Regions from separate parts of the Sus scrofa genome. Here region 2 is linked to region 1. A link is a contact called in public Hi-C data. All regions are on one chromosome and are shown on one strand. Each heading gives the region's core, a stretch centred on a gene start, on an enhancer-like site or on the middle of the called end of the contact. The rest is flanking DNA. Distances are from core to core; before and after follow the strand shown.

What was found. Hi-C and Micro-C count contacts between places; a contact is called where the count stands out from the background.
Region 2: a Hi-C map of retroperitoneal adipose tissue shows a contact between it and region 1, with 2.8 times the contacts expected there. The contact joins two enhancer-like sites. A contact is called at or near these places in 1 of 5 promoter capture datasets (liver) and 9 of 47 Hi-C or Micro-C datasets (embryonic fibroblasts, heart right ventricle, liver and 4 more).

Annotation. Positions count from the first base shown.
Region 1 is chr14:123,817,470-123,823,577 of Sscrofa11.1, reverse strand. No RefSeq gene overlaps it. Among named protein-coding and RNA genes, the nearest start is that of HABP2, 73 kb to the left of the region's middle. Within about 2 kb of position 2,642, at least 8 of the 83 cell types and tissues checked have an H3K27ac peak or open chromatin away from gene starts, as enhancers often do. A contact at or near this core is called in retroperitoneal adipose tissue, where this site is marked.
Region 2 is chr14:123,900,485-123,906,113 of Sscrofa11.1, reverse strand. It overlaps HABP2 (hyaluronan binding protein 2), which reads right to left. Exons shown (of 13, transcript NM_001243690.1): 2 at 705-741. Among named protein-coding and RNA genes, the nearest start is that of HABP2, 9.3 kb to the right of the region's middle. Within about 2 kb of position 3,898, at least 21 of the 83 cell types and tissues checked have an H3K27ac peak or open chromatin away from gene starts, as enhancers often do. A contact at or near this core is called in retroperitoneal adipose tissue, where this site is marked.

The DNA of each region.
Region 1 (6,108 bases), core at 1,393-3,892:
ATATGAGTTGGATTCTTTTCTGCTGCACCACAACAGGAACTCCCAAGGTTTAGAGAAAAATTTTAAAGGTGTGTCTTCACTATTCCCTCACCAGGCTTTTGTGGGTTCTGGGAGGGAGGCACAGAATTGGACCCAAATGCAAAGGGGTGTGTGTGTGTGTGTGTGTGTGTGTGTGTGTGTGTTTCCTGTCTGCTCCCTGAACAATTCATCCCCTACCTTGAAGCCTTGTGCTGGGGTTTTTTGTTACAAACTATCCCCATTTCACAAGTAGCCTCAAGCAACAATTAGTCCTGCATGTAATTTCGGAATCAAGTGGTGGGTTTGGGTAAGAACCAGGCAAGTGGTTTGGAAGCAGATGTAGCCCGAGGTGAAGTCACTCCCCGGGTTTAATAGGGAGGCGGGGAGGAGGTGGAGGGGAAAGGGTGGAAGCACAGCCTGGTGTCTGGCCCAGAGAGGGGAGACCACTGTGCAGGGGGCAGAATAATGACCCCTAAAGATGTCCACTCCCTAAGCCCCAGAACCGGTGACTATGTTACCTGACCTGGCAAAAGGGATTTTGCAGATGAGATTAAGGTTGAGGCTAGTGAGTTGGGAGATTAGCCTGGATTATCCAAGTGGGCACAATGGGTCTTTTCCGGGCAGTGGACAGAGTGAGGTGCGCCTGATGGAGCGGTCAGCGAGATGCAATGCTGCTGGCTTGGAAGGTGGAGGAGGGTTTCATGAGCCAAAGACGCAGTGGCCTCCAGAAGCCGGTATAGACAAGGTAATGGACCCTTCCCTAGAGCTTCCAGAGGAACGCAGTCCTGATGACACCTTCATTTTAGCCCACGAACGAGATACTGAACTTGCACTGTTTTAAGCCACTTAGTGGTGGGAGTTCCCATCGTGGCGCAGTGGTGAACGAATCTGACTAGGAACCATGAGGCTGCGGGTTCGATCCCTGGCCTTGCTCCGTGGGTTAAGGATCTGGCTCTTGCCAAGAGCTGTGGTGTAGGTTGCAGATGTGGCGTGGATCCTACATTGCTGTGGCTCTGGCATAGGCTGGCATCAATAGCTCTGATTCAACCCCCAGCCTGGGAACCTCCATATGCTGCAGGAAGCAGCCCTAGAAAAGGAAAAAGACAAAAAAAAAAGCCACTTAGTGGTAATTTGTTACAGCAGCACAGATGATGAATCTGATCTGCTTCAATGTTGCCTTGTACCAACTCTGCTCCATGATCCTCAGTGCTTTCCTTGGTAAAATAAGGACATACTCAATTCTTATAATCCAGAAGGGCCCAGGCCTGGCCAGCCCATAGGGAAAGGTGAAGGCAGTGAAACAGTAACATGCAAATATTTTGTGAGCCTCTGCCCCATCTCTTCGGAGTCAGCAGGAACCCAGCCAGCCTCCCCAGCCCCCACCCCCAGCCACGCAGGACAAGGCTCACGTCTCCTTGCACGTAGGAAGCAGCCTGTAGCTTTTATGCTGGGCCACACAGGCCACTTCAATTTAGCCCAGCAGAAAGGACTCTGCTGTCCATCGATTTCTCAGCCCTTTACAGCTCTTTGATTCTCACCCCTCAATTCAGCAATCGGCAGCCTCCGTAACTACCTTCCCCCACCCACGCCACCTCCGGGGAGCATCCTAGACCTTCTACCCAGTTTTCTTTCCTGTCAAAACTTACTTGTCCTGTGTCCCACCCCTTTCCCTCGGGGGCTTGCCCTCTGCGATCTGGTAACTTCCAAGAGAGCTGGGAGGTGCCAAAGATCATTATTTTCCCCTTGACAGCTTTGCCCAAGGCTGGCCCTGAAGCAGGTAATCCACCCAGAGCAGGTTGGAAGCAGAGACAGCTCCACGCAAAAGCTGCGATGCAAACATGTACCATCTCTGCACCCTTCTTTGGGGCAATCTTCTAGGAATCCGCCTCCAAGCACTGAGTCAAGGCTTTGCTTCTTCCTTTCGGGACGCCAGAGGATTGTGGGCGGGGTCGTCTGCGGTCTCAAGGGCACCCCCCCCGGAATTGACAAGAGGCCCTTCCACTTGGAGTCCCCGGGGTCCAGTCTGCGGGGTCCCTGATGCACAAGACCTCTCAGATTCAGCCGAATCTTTCAGCGGGCATATCATCAAGCTTGGGAGTGAGGTTTCAGAAGCTAGGTACCCACGTCCGCCACGGGGTTCTTGGACAAACTCACAAGGACAAGCAGCGCCCATGGACGAAGATGCCTCGGACCACGTCCACTCTCTGTGGCTTGTGCTCTGAGCCCCCTGGGGGATGCTGGACACACTGGGGACTCTCCTCACCAAGATGCAGGGACAGGGTCTCTCCAAAGACAGAATTTGCAGAAACTCCTAAAAGTTCTAAAGTGCATGCTGGTGGTGCTCTTTTCATAGAGGAAAATTCCAAATCGCCAGCATGAATTGGTCGTCACTCTGGAGCAGAGGGATGGTTGGGAAAAGATGAGAACAAAGGAAAAGGTGAAGGCAGATGAGCCTTGCAGGAGCTGCTGGCTGAAGGTTGCCAGGGAGCGTCTTGCTCCCGCCTGAAGACGCCACAAGATGGCAGCATTTCTGAATGTTCCAGATCCGCCCGGGGCGGCCTCTGGGGGCTCCAGGGTGCCTTGGCGCCCGGTCAGGAGCACATCCTCCCTTGTGTTCAGGAGGATTAAGAGTCCCGGCCTGAGGATGTCCTCAGCCAGAGACAGGAGAGAAGAGCGCCAGCGCAGAGGGGCTGAGGCTCTGTGGCAAAACACTCAGCTGTTTCAACAAAATCAGCAGCGTTGAACCCAAGTGCCTCTTGGCCAGTGGCCACTTTGGATGTTGGCAGGACTGTCTCGGTTTGTCTGAAAAACGAAATGCTTCTCTGGCCAGATGTTGTGTGGGGGTCAAGGAACTTGGCGGCCCTGGACAGAGTACATCTCTCCGAAGTTCCGTTCGCGTGCTCTTGGGGGACTTCATTCTGCACTGCCTGGCGCAGGTGCCAGCATTCAGAGTGCCACCACTCCCAGCAGCCTGGCCACCTGCACCAAACACTGGGGGTGAAAGAGTGGACAGTTTTTGCTATTAGAACCCTTCCTCGTATCTGTCTTCTATACCCTGTTCATTCATGCACTCAATAACTCACTTTTCAACAAGTATATTCAGCACCTGCTATGAGCCAAGCGTTGTGTTGTGTCCTGGGGATACAAGAATGACTCTTCTGCTGTCATAGAACATGTATCTATTGACGGGGGTGGTGGTGGTGGTGGGGACCGTTATTAATCACAATTTTTAAACGTGTTTTTCAGGAAAAGGGCAGGGTGTTCTAGCAGGGACTCTGGAAGGCTCTGCCCTTTATTAACTGTTGACTTTGGACAAGCTAGCAGGGGCCTCTATATGGTCCCCGAGGTTTTGTGGGAGATGGCTGTGAGGATGAAAGATGGTACGCTTGTGGCTACATCTGGCACCGAGTGAGTGCCAAAAGAGGGCCGCCTGCTACTTTTATTAGCAATGTGCAGCCCTCACCTGCAGGGGGTGCTCTCACACACACAACTGATGGCAGCCTCGCCTTCACCTCTCAAGGGTTCCAGGCTCCTCCTCTGTAAGAAGTATTAACATTGATTGACAGCATCATGAGACCGTTGTGAGGATGAAATCAGCTACGGAAAGATTGTTAAGTATTTCGCTTGGTACCTGGTGTCTGTTATTATTATTCAATCTAGAAGGCGTGATATCAAAGATAAAATGAACATTCATATCTGCATTTGGGGGTCACATGTAAAGCCCCAGGGTGCCCGTTAAGGTGTGTGGGTGTGTGTTGGGCTAATTAATGGCCAGTTTTCATCCAGTCCCTGCCTCCTCCTCGTACCACCTGAAGGGTGGTTGAGAAAGCTGATGCTGATGGCCTGGTGATGCCCCTGTGCCCAGCTGTCAAGATGCATCAGGAAGAGGATCTGTCCCACCTACTGGCCAGTCCGGTCAACAAAGAGCTGGCCGAGGGGAGGGAAGGCCACACTTTTGTGGGCTGACCCACAGTGGCGGCTACTGGCCTCGATATATGTCACCTCATGTCAGCCTCAGGAAAGCCCCCAGATATGGGCCCTTGTGCCAGCATCCCTGTTTTACAGATCAGGAAATGGAGGTCAAAGTCACACAGCACAGGCGTGCCAGGATTGGGCTTACACCCGGGTCAGTCTGATTCCAGATCCTGAAGGCTGTCCGAGAGTTTTGATAGATTTCCTAGAATATTTCTACTTAGCTTGTCCTCAAGCTGCCAAGAGGCACTTCAGTGCTTGTTGAATTGGGCCGATGGGCCAGTTGAGTCCAAATGAGCCATCCATCGGCTCCACGTGGAGACAAACACAAGATGCTAGAAACTGAGTAAATGGCTACTCCGCCAGCTTACATGATGCTCTTAGCTTCCTTCCAGCCCACTGCCCTTGGGTGAGCTGCCTGGGGTGGGCGTCCCTGAGAGCATGGCCCCCTTCTGGCATGGGGGCTGTCTCCTCTGACCTTTGGGAAGAAGAGCTCAATGTCCCAAGACACCGAGGTGAAGTCTACGCTGTTCAGACTCCCGAGGGAAAGGCCATGTTTAGGTTCCCATGGGAGAAGGTAAACCTAATTTGGGCCAGTGGACTCATCTGGCCCATCGGCCCAATTCAACATGCACTTAAGTGCCTCTTGGCAGCTTGAGGACAAGCTAAGTAGAAATATTCCGGTAATTCCATTCTCTTGGCAAGGTCTCCAAAGATTGCCCTCCATCTGACTGGGACAACTGTGACATCAGAGACCTGCAGGGCTGGGGATGGTGGAGGTGGGCCAGAGGACAGATGGCAGCTCAGCCCACATGGGAGGTGCCACTTTTGTCTCTTCTTGTCGCCTCTTAGGATGTCTTGGCAGCGCAAGATTAAAGTGTTTCTCAGACAAAGAAAATTTCCAGTGTTGTTACCAGGATGTTTGAGGATCGAGGGTCTGGGTCCACGGGGGTGTCAGGTGTGACACAAACAGCTCCCCCCCCAACACTCAATGTCAAGGTGCAGTGAACAGCTGATGCTTCTGCCTGCCCAGGATCATATTTGCATCCTGGGTTTTCCCGTGGGGACCACCCCTTCCCCACACTCAGTCTTCTGGTTTGAATGAAGCTGACTCCATTTACGGGCCCTGGGGATGTGCATGTGACCACAGCTGACCAATCCCTACGCTTTATGCCCTGGAGGAGGTGGGTGTGTACCCTTAGCCAGATCAAAAGAGAGTCAACGCTCCTGTTTTGCTGGAATTTGAGGACAACACACTCTTCCTCTTAGGAGTTGTTAGGCTGGCGGGCCATCAGCCTGAAACTGCTATCTTACTGCCACCTGGGAGAGCCACCTGAGAGGAAGCCAGACTGCAGTAAAGCAAAGAGAAGCGATGGTGAGAAAAAGATTCCTAGTGACATCTTCTGAGTGGCTAGATTCAACCGTGGTCTTTCCCAGTTCTGTCAGCTCATACATTTCTCTTGGTGCTTTTGCAGGTGAGAGTTGAGTTGTGTCTCTTCGATGTGAAAGCTTCCTGTCTGATGGAGAAACATTCTCCAAATATACCCGTGAGCTGGGTGCTGAGAACACAGTGGAAATTCCATTTGAAATATTTCTGACACAATACCAAATCATGATTGTTCTGTGTTGTTGATATTAAAGATATTAAAAAAAAATGGAGTTCCCATTGTGGTGCAGCATAAGCAAATCCGACTAGGAACCATGAGGTTGCGGGTTCAATCCCTGGCCTTGCTCAGTGGGTTAGGGATCCAGCATTGCTGTGAGCTGTGGTGTAGTTTGCAGACAAGGCTCAGGTCTGGCATTGCTATGGCTCTGGCGTAGGCCAGCAGCAACAGCTCCGATTGGACCCCTAACCTGGGAAACTCCATATGTCTCAGGTGCGGCCCTAAAAGGATAAAAGACAAAAAAAAAAAAAAGAGGTAAAGAAAATTCTTTTGCCGTGCCTACATGATATCATAGAGAAGATAAACAATACCGGAGTTCCCGTCATGACTCAGCAGTTAATGCAGGTTCGATCCCTGGCCTTGCTCAGTGGGTCAAGGATCTGGCATTGCTGTGGCTGTGGTGTAGGCCAGCAGCTACAGCTCTGATTGGACCCCTAGCCTGGGAATCTCCATA
Region 2 (5,629 bases), core at 2,649-5,148, 81 kb before region 1:
AGGGAGATTCGGACCCAGAGACAGAGACCAGGAGCAGACAATGTGGCATGAAGGAGCAGCTCTGCTCAGCCCAGGCATGGCTGAGGCACAGGCAGAGGACATAGGATTAGGAGCCTGTGTGAAAGAACACTGGGGAAATAGACTGCATGGAGGGGACAACAGTGGGGGGGGGGCATCAGCAGCAGGGGGGCCGGCCGGGGGCTGCCTGCATGGCACCATCCTCTCAGCATAGGGTTGCTGGCTCCCCACCAAAAGGGATGAAGAGAAAGGGGTGGCACGGGGTTGGCCTGCATGGAGCCATTGGCAAAGACATCCTCACTTTGCCTCATCACAGTCTCTAATGTGCTGTGTGACCTGGGGCAAGTTGCCTCCCCTCTCTGAGCTTCAGTCTCCTTTTCTGTGAAATGAAGGGGTTTAATGCCTTCAGCAATTTTCCCTTGGGATCCTGAGACTGGACATCACAGCACCCACAGGCAGCTCAAAACTGTGTGAACCAGTGTGTGTGTGTGTGTGTGTGTGTGTGTGTGTACACAAACACCCAGGGCTGCATTTCTCTGGGAAAATCCTCAAAGGGCCCCATGACACTTCTGAGCCATTGGAATGCTGCGGTTGCACCCACACTCACGTGTGTAAGCCCCGTTTCCCCCATTCCCCAGATCAGCCTGTGAGGTGGGCAGCCCCAAGGTGGTCCGCCAAGCACTCACCTGGGTCCAGGTCTGTGAGTAGAGACAGGAGGGAGAACTGAAAAACAAAATGACACAGAACGGAGGAAGCGTGAGTCCTCTGAACTGGCTGGGCACCTTCCTGGGCGCCTGGGAGGTGAGTGGAGCCTTTCCCGGGGTCAAATCCAGGGCGTGGGAGCAATGGGTACTTTCCGATGGGGGGGGTGTGGATTGGAGAGAAGAGGGGTGGGGTCTATTTGAAGCTGTCCCCGCTCTTTCTGTGCTGGCTGAGCATCCAAAACATCTTTCTCCCCCCAGTATGGACGCGCAGTGCTTTTTTTTTTTTTTTTTGGCTGTGCCTGTGGCACATGGCATTTCCCAGGATCGTGCCAGCACCACAGCAGTGGCCCGAGCCATGGCAGTGGCAAATACTGGATCTTCAACCACTGGGTCACCAGGGAACTCCTTCACTTCCCTGAGATTTTTTTTCCTTTTGGGACATGCAGTGCCTGCACCTACCTGTCCCATACTGGAACCTGGCCACCAGGTCCTGACCGTCCTGTCAGTTACAGGAATCAGCATGGATTGCGTGTTGCCTCTGCCTGACTGTACAGTGCTGCATTTAACTCTTACAAAAACCCTATGAGGAAGCTTTATCAGCCCGCTTAACAGATGAGAAAATTGAGGCTCAGCGCTCACACAGCTGTGACAGGATTCAGATTCACTCACGCCCAAGTCCAGGCGATTGCCTCAGTGATGGCTCCTTAAGGCTGGAGATGAATGGACGCTTCAATCCTCCAGTTACTCCTCATTGTCCTTGGCATAAAATACGGACCCTTGCCAGGACCTATAAAGCTCCTCCCATCCCCCTCTCTCCTGTTGTCCCTTACTAAAGTCTAGCCACATCTGCGTTCAAAATGGCACTAGCCAGGCTCTTTCCACCTCAGGGCCTTTGCACTTGCTGGACAGGCCGTTCTGCATAGAAAGCTCTCCTCCGTGACCATCACTAGACATCATCTCAGCTTAAATGTCATCTTCCCCGCCTCCCCATCAATACAACACACCCCCCATTGTTTCGTCTCTGCACCCATTCATTTCCTCCACGGTCCTTATTTCAGCTTGTAGTTTTCTATGTGTTCATTTGCATGTTATCTATCTTTCACATCCAAAGCTGCCCTCCAGTAATTTGAGGCTCTGGTCTGTTTCATCACTGTGCATTCACCCAGTACTGAGCACAGCGCTTGGCACATGCCATGCCTGGAAAAGTTTTGCTGAAAATATGATAGGAATAGTTTTGTTTTGTAGAATGCAGTCCTTACCAGGAAAAGAATGTTTTATTCATTTAATAGCTGGAATATCTTCTTTCCCTTAAAACAAAGGACTTTGAGCCCAACCCAGCAGCTACAGCAGCTACATTTTTGTCAATAACATTTTATTGGAGCACAGGCACCCCCAACTGCTTACGTGCTGTCTACGTCTGCTTTGAGGTTGCAATGACAGGGCAACTGTGAAAGAGACAGTGTAGTGCCCAGTTGTTCTTGTCTGATGCTTTACAAAGTTTGCTGACCTCTGACTTAAAAATACAAGAATTCTATCCCTCGACGGCGTTCGCTCTGGGTCTCCGCCAGAAAGCTGCCATCGGTGAGGTGGATCTTCCTGGTACCCAGTCTAGGCAGTTTGGTATGTTTGCTTCCTCTACCCTCAGCAGACTTTTTTTTTTTTTTTTTTTTTTTTTTTTTTTTTTGTCTTTTTAGTGCTGCACCTGTAGCAAATGGAGGTTCCCCAGCTAGAGATCAAATGGAAGATGTAGCCGCCGGCCTACAACACAGCCACAGCAACGCAGGATCTGAGCCATGTCTTCAGCCTACACCACAGCTCACAGCAATGCCTGATCCTTAACCAACTGAACAAAGCCAGGGATTGAACCAGCAACCTCATGGTTCCTAGTCGGATTCATTTCCACTGTGCCACAACGGGGACTCCTCTCAGCAGATGTTTTAATTTTCTCTTTTACTGCAGCCTCTTCAGCCGTCTTTGGGTAAAATGGTAAAAAGAAAAATACATCCCACACGAGGGCACAAGATCCACCTGTCAACAAGATCAATTCTGGACAAAACTGCTCATCTTGCATCACTTGTAGGGAACACAGTGGATCCAAGATGTGGGCTTTCTACAAAGCAACTAGCTTAGGATTGTCAGTGTCATAAAGACAAAAAAGATGGGAAGACTGTTCTTTATTAAATAAGACTAGAGAGACATGACAACAAAATGCAGTGTGGAATCCTAGGTTGGATCCCAGATTTAAAAAGAAAAAAAAAAAAGGCTTAAAGGACATTATTGGGACAAGTGGGGATCTGAATACAGACATGTTAGAGATTATTAGTGTGTCAATGCTGAATTTCTTGACGGTGATAACAGTTCTGTGGTTTTATGGGAAAATGTCCTTATCCTAAGAAGATGCTAAAGCGGGGAGGGTCATGGCTGCAATTCAGCTGTAAGTGATTCAGCAAATGACCAGCCAAAAAAACAAGCATAAGAGGTCACTTTACATAGAGCTCACAACAGAAAGCAACCATGGCACACGCTCAGTGTTGCATCTGTTTGTGTGAACGATAGTCCATGTACCATTCTTTCCACCATTCTGGAGGTTTGACGAATCACAAAATAAAAAGTTGGGGAGGAGAAAGTCATGCAGATCAAGCAAGAGAGGCCACTTGTTGTTTAAATTGTGTCCGTTTAAAGGCATCACAATTCCCTTTTGCCCTGTTTCTGCAGGAGGTGAGACGAGGGGTGGGGTTTTTTTTTTTTTTTGGTGGTGGGGTGATGGTGGAGAAGAGTTGGCAGAGGAGGGGGCTTTCAAGTCTAAGGGCATCCCCGGGCCTGGGGAGCTTGAACAGGGGATGTTTGACCTTGGCACTTTTGGGCTTGAGTGCCAGGCAGATTTCAGAGAAGGGACATGAGGGGCCCCTCAGGACACCTGTCACCCCTCCTTCAGTCTCACCCTTGTTGCAGCCAGTCATCTCGGCCGTAGTTCTGGTCCTTTGCCCTGCCTCATCTTCCCTCCATAGAGCTTGTTGGAAGGGCAGGGCCTGGCCCTCTCTACCTGTCTTGACCCAGCCCTCCAGGACCTGTGCCAGGGCCAGAGCCCCAAATCTTAGCTAGAAATTGAAGCCTGTGGGACAGACAGATGCTGTGCTGCCCACTGCCAGCAGGTGGCAGACGTGCTCTTCCCAGCAGCCGGAGCTGGTGCTCGGAAGGAAACCAAACAAAAAGAAAGCAGGACCTTCTGGGGCTTGGGGGTGGGAGCTGCAGATCCCATGGGCTCTCAGGGAGTCTGAAGCAGCTGCTGCCCAGCTGTGCAGCCTGAGCTGCATGTCAGGGGGCCCCAAGGCCCCAGCAGGCCCCCTCATTTTGTGAATCACTGGATCCACCCACAGAAAGAGTTTGTGGTGAAATGTGGAGGCTGGCAGCCCAAACCCCAGGCTGGATATTGGGGGACCGTCTGGGAAAGCCAGGCCTCTGGCCAGTTATTTGTGCCAGATCTCTGGACCCTGAAACTAACTTGGGTAATGGCCCAGGTTGGGGGTGAGGGGTAGACACAGTCTTTGCCTCCTTTCATTCCATTATCCCATTCTGTTTTTCCCCAGAGACGGAGAAATAAGAACTTCTAGTCCTGGGACTTGCAAATCCAAAGAGGAAGCCCATCGATGCGAAAGGAGGAGGAGGAGGAGGGGACAACTGTGATCCCAGTTCACCTTTATTAAGACCTGACAGGTGCCAAGGACTGTGTTAAATGCTTTATGTGCATTTTGTCTCATTTATTGCATACAATCCTTAATAACTGGATTATTGATGAAGTGCCTTTAGAGGTGAGAAAACACCTTTGCAGAGATTAAGACAAAGTAGCCCAGCTAGTAAGTGCTGGAACCAGGCTAGAAGGGAGGCAGTCTTATGCCAGAGCCCTTGCTGTGAGTGATGAGGGCAGCAGGCACGCAGATGTGGCAGTGAAAGGATGGCGGAGAAGGAAACAGAGAGGCAGGGTATTGAGCCAGGTGAAGAGACTGGGCCCCTGTTCTTAGAAAGCTTTCTGAAAGGCCTGTCCAGACTAGCCCGGGCTTGGCAGACACAGAGAGGGCCACTAGGCCCCAGGGACAGCTGGAGAAGGTACAAAAGTCAGCTGGAGGAGTTCCTGTCATGGCGCAGTGGTTAACGAATCCGACTAGGAACCAGGAGGTTGCAGGTTCAATCCCTGCCCTTGCTCAGTGGGTTAAGGATCTGGCATTGCCTTGAGCTGTGGTGTGGGTTGCAGACGCGGCTCAGATCCTGCGTTGCTATGGCTCTGGCGTAGGCCAGTGGCTACAGCTCCGATTCGACCCCTAGCCTGGGAACCTCCATATGCTACGGGAGCGGCCCAAGAAAAGGCAAAAAGACAAAAAAAAAAAAAAAAAAAAAAAGTCAGCTGGAGCCTTAGCCAGTCCACTGTCACCAACACATCCCAACAAACGTCTCCACCCGGATCAAAAGGCACACGAGCCACGGCCTGCTTCTTCTGCCCCATTCACTCCTCGTCTCAGCAGGGCTGAGCGGTCACAACTGCACTCACTCTTCCTAGACGGCTGGAAGCAGCTGCTTCTTACACATGGGGAGGTGGTTGCTTTGCAGTAGATTCAGAGAGACCTCTCTAGATGCCACTGCTGGTCCATCTACTCCACAGTCAGGCTTTCACAAGGGATCTGTGCCGTGGACTTTGGCCTTCCCTGGTTAAGAGCAGACCCTTGGCAATGTCAGTCTCCCCACCAGTCATCAGGGAGCAGGTTTCGTGATCTTTGGGCTCAGGAGGGTTGGAATAGAGGGCAGGGAGGGGCAGAGAAAAGAATCCTGTGTCTGAGTCTTACTGATTTGCAGCATAATCTCCTTGGGGTGCGTTTTCAACCCTCACCCCAGCGACTCTGCCCTCGGCCACACTT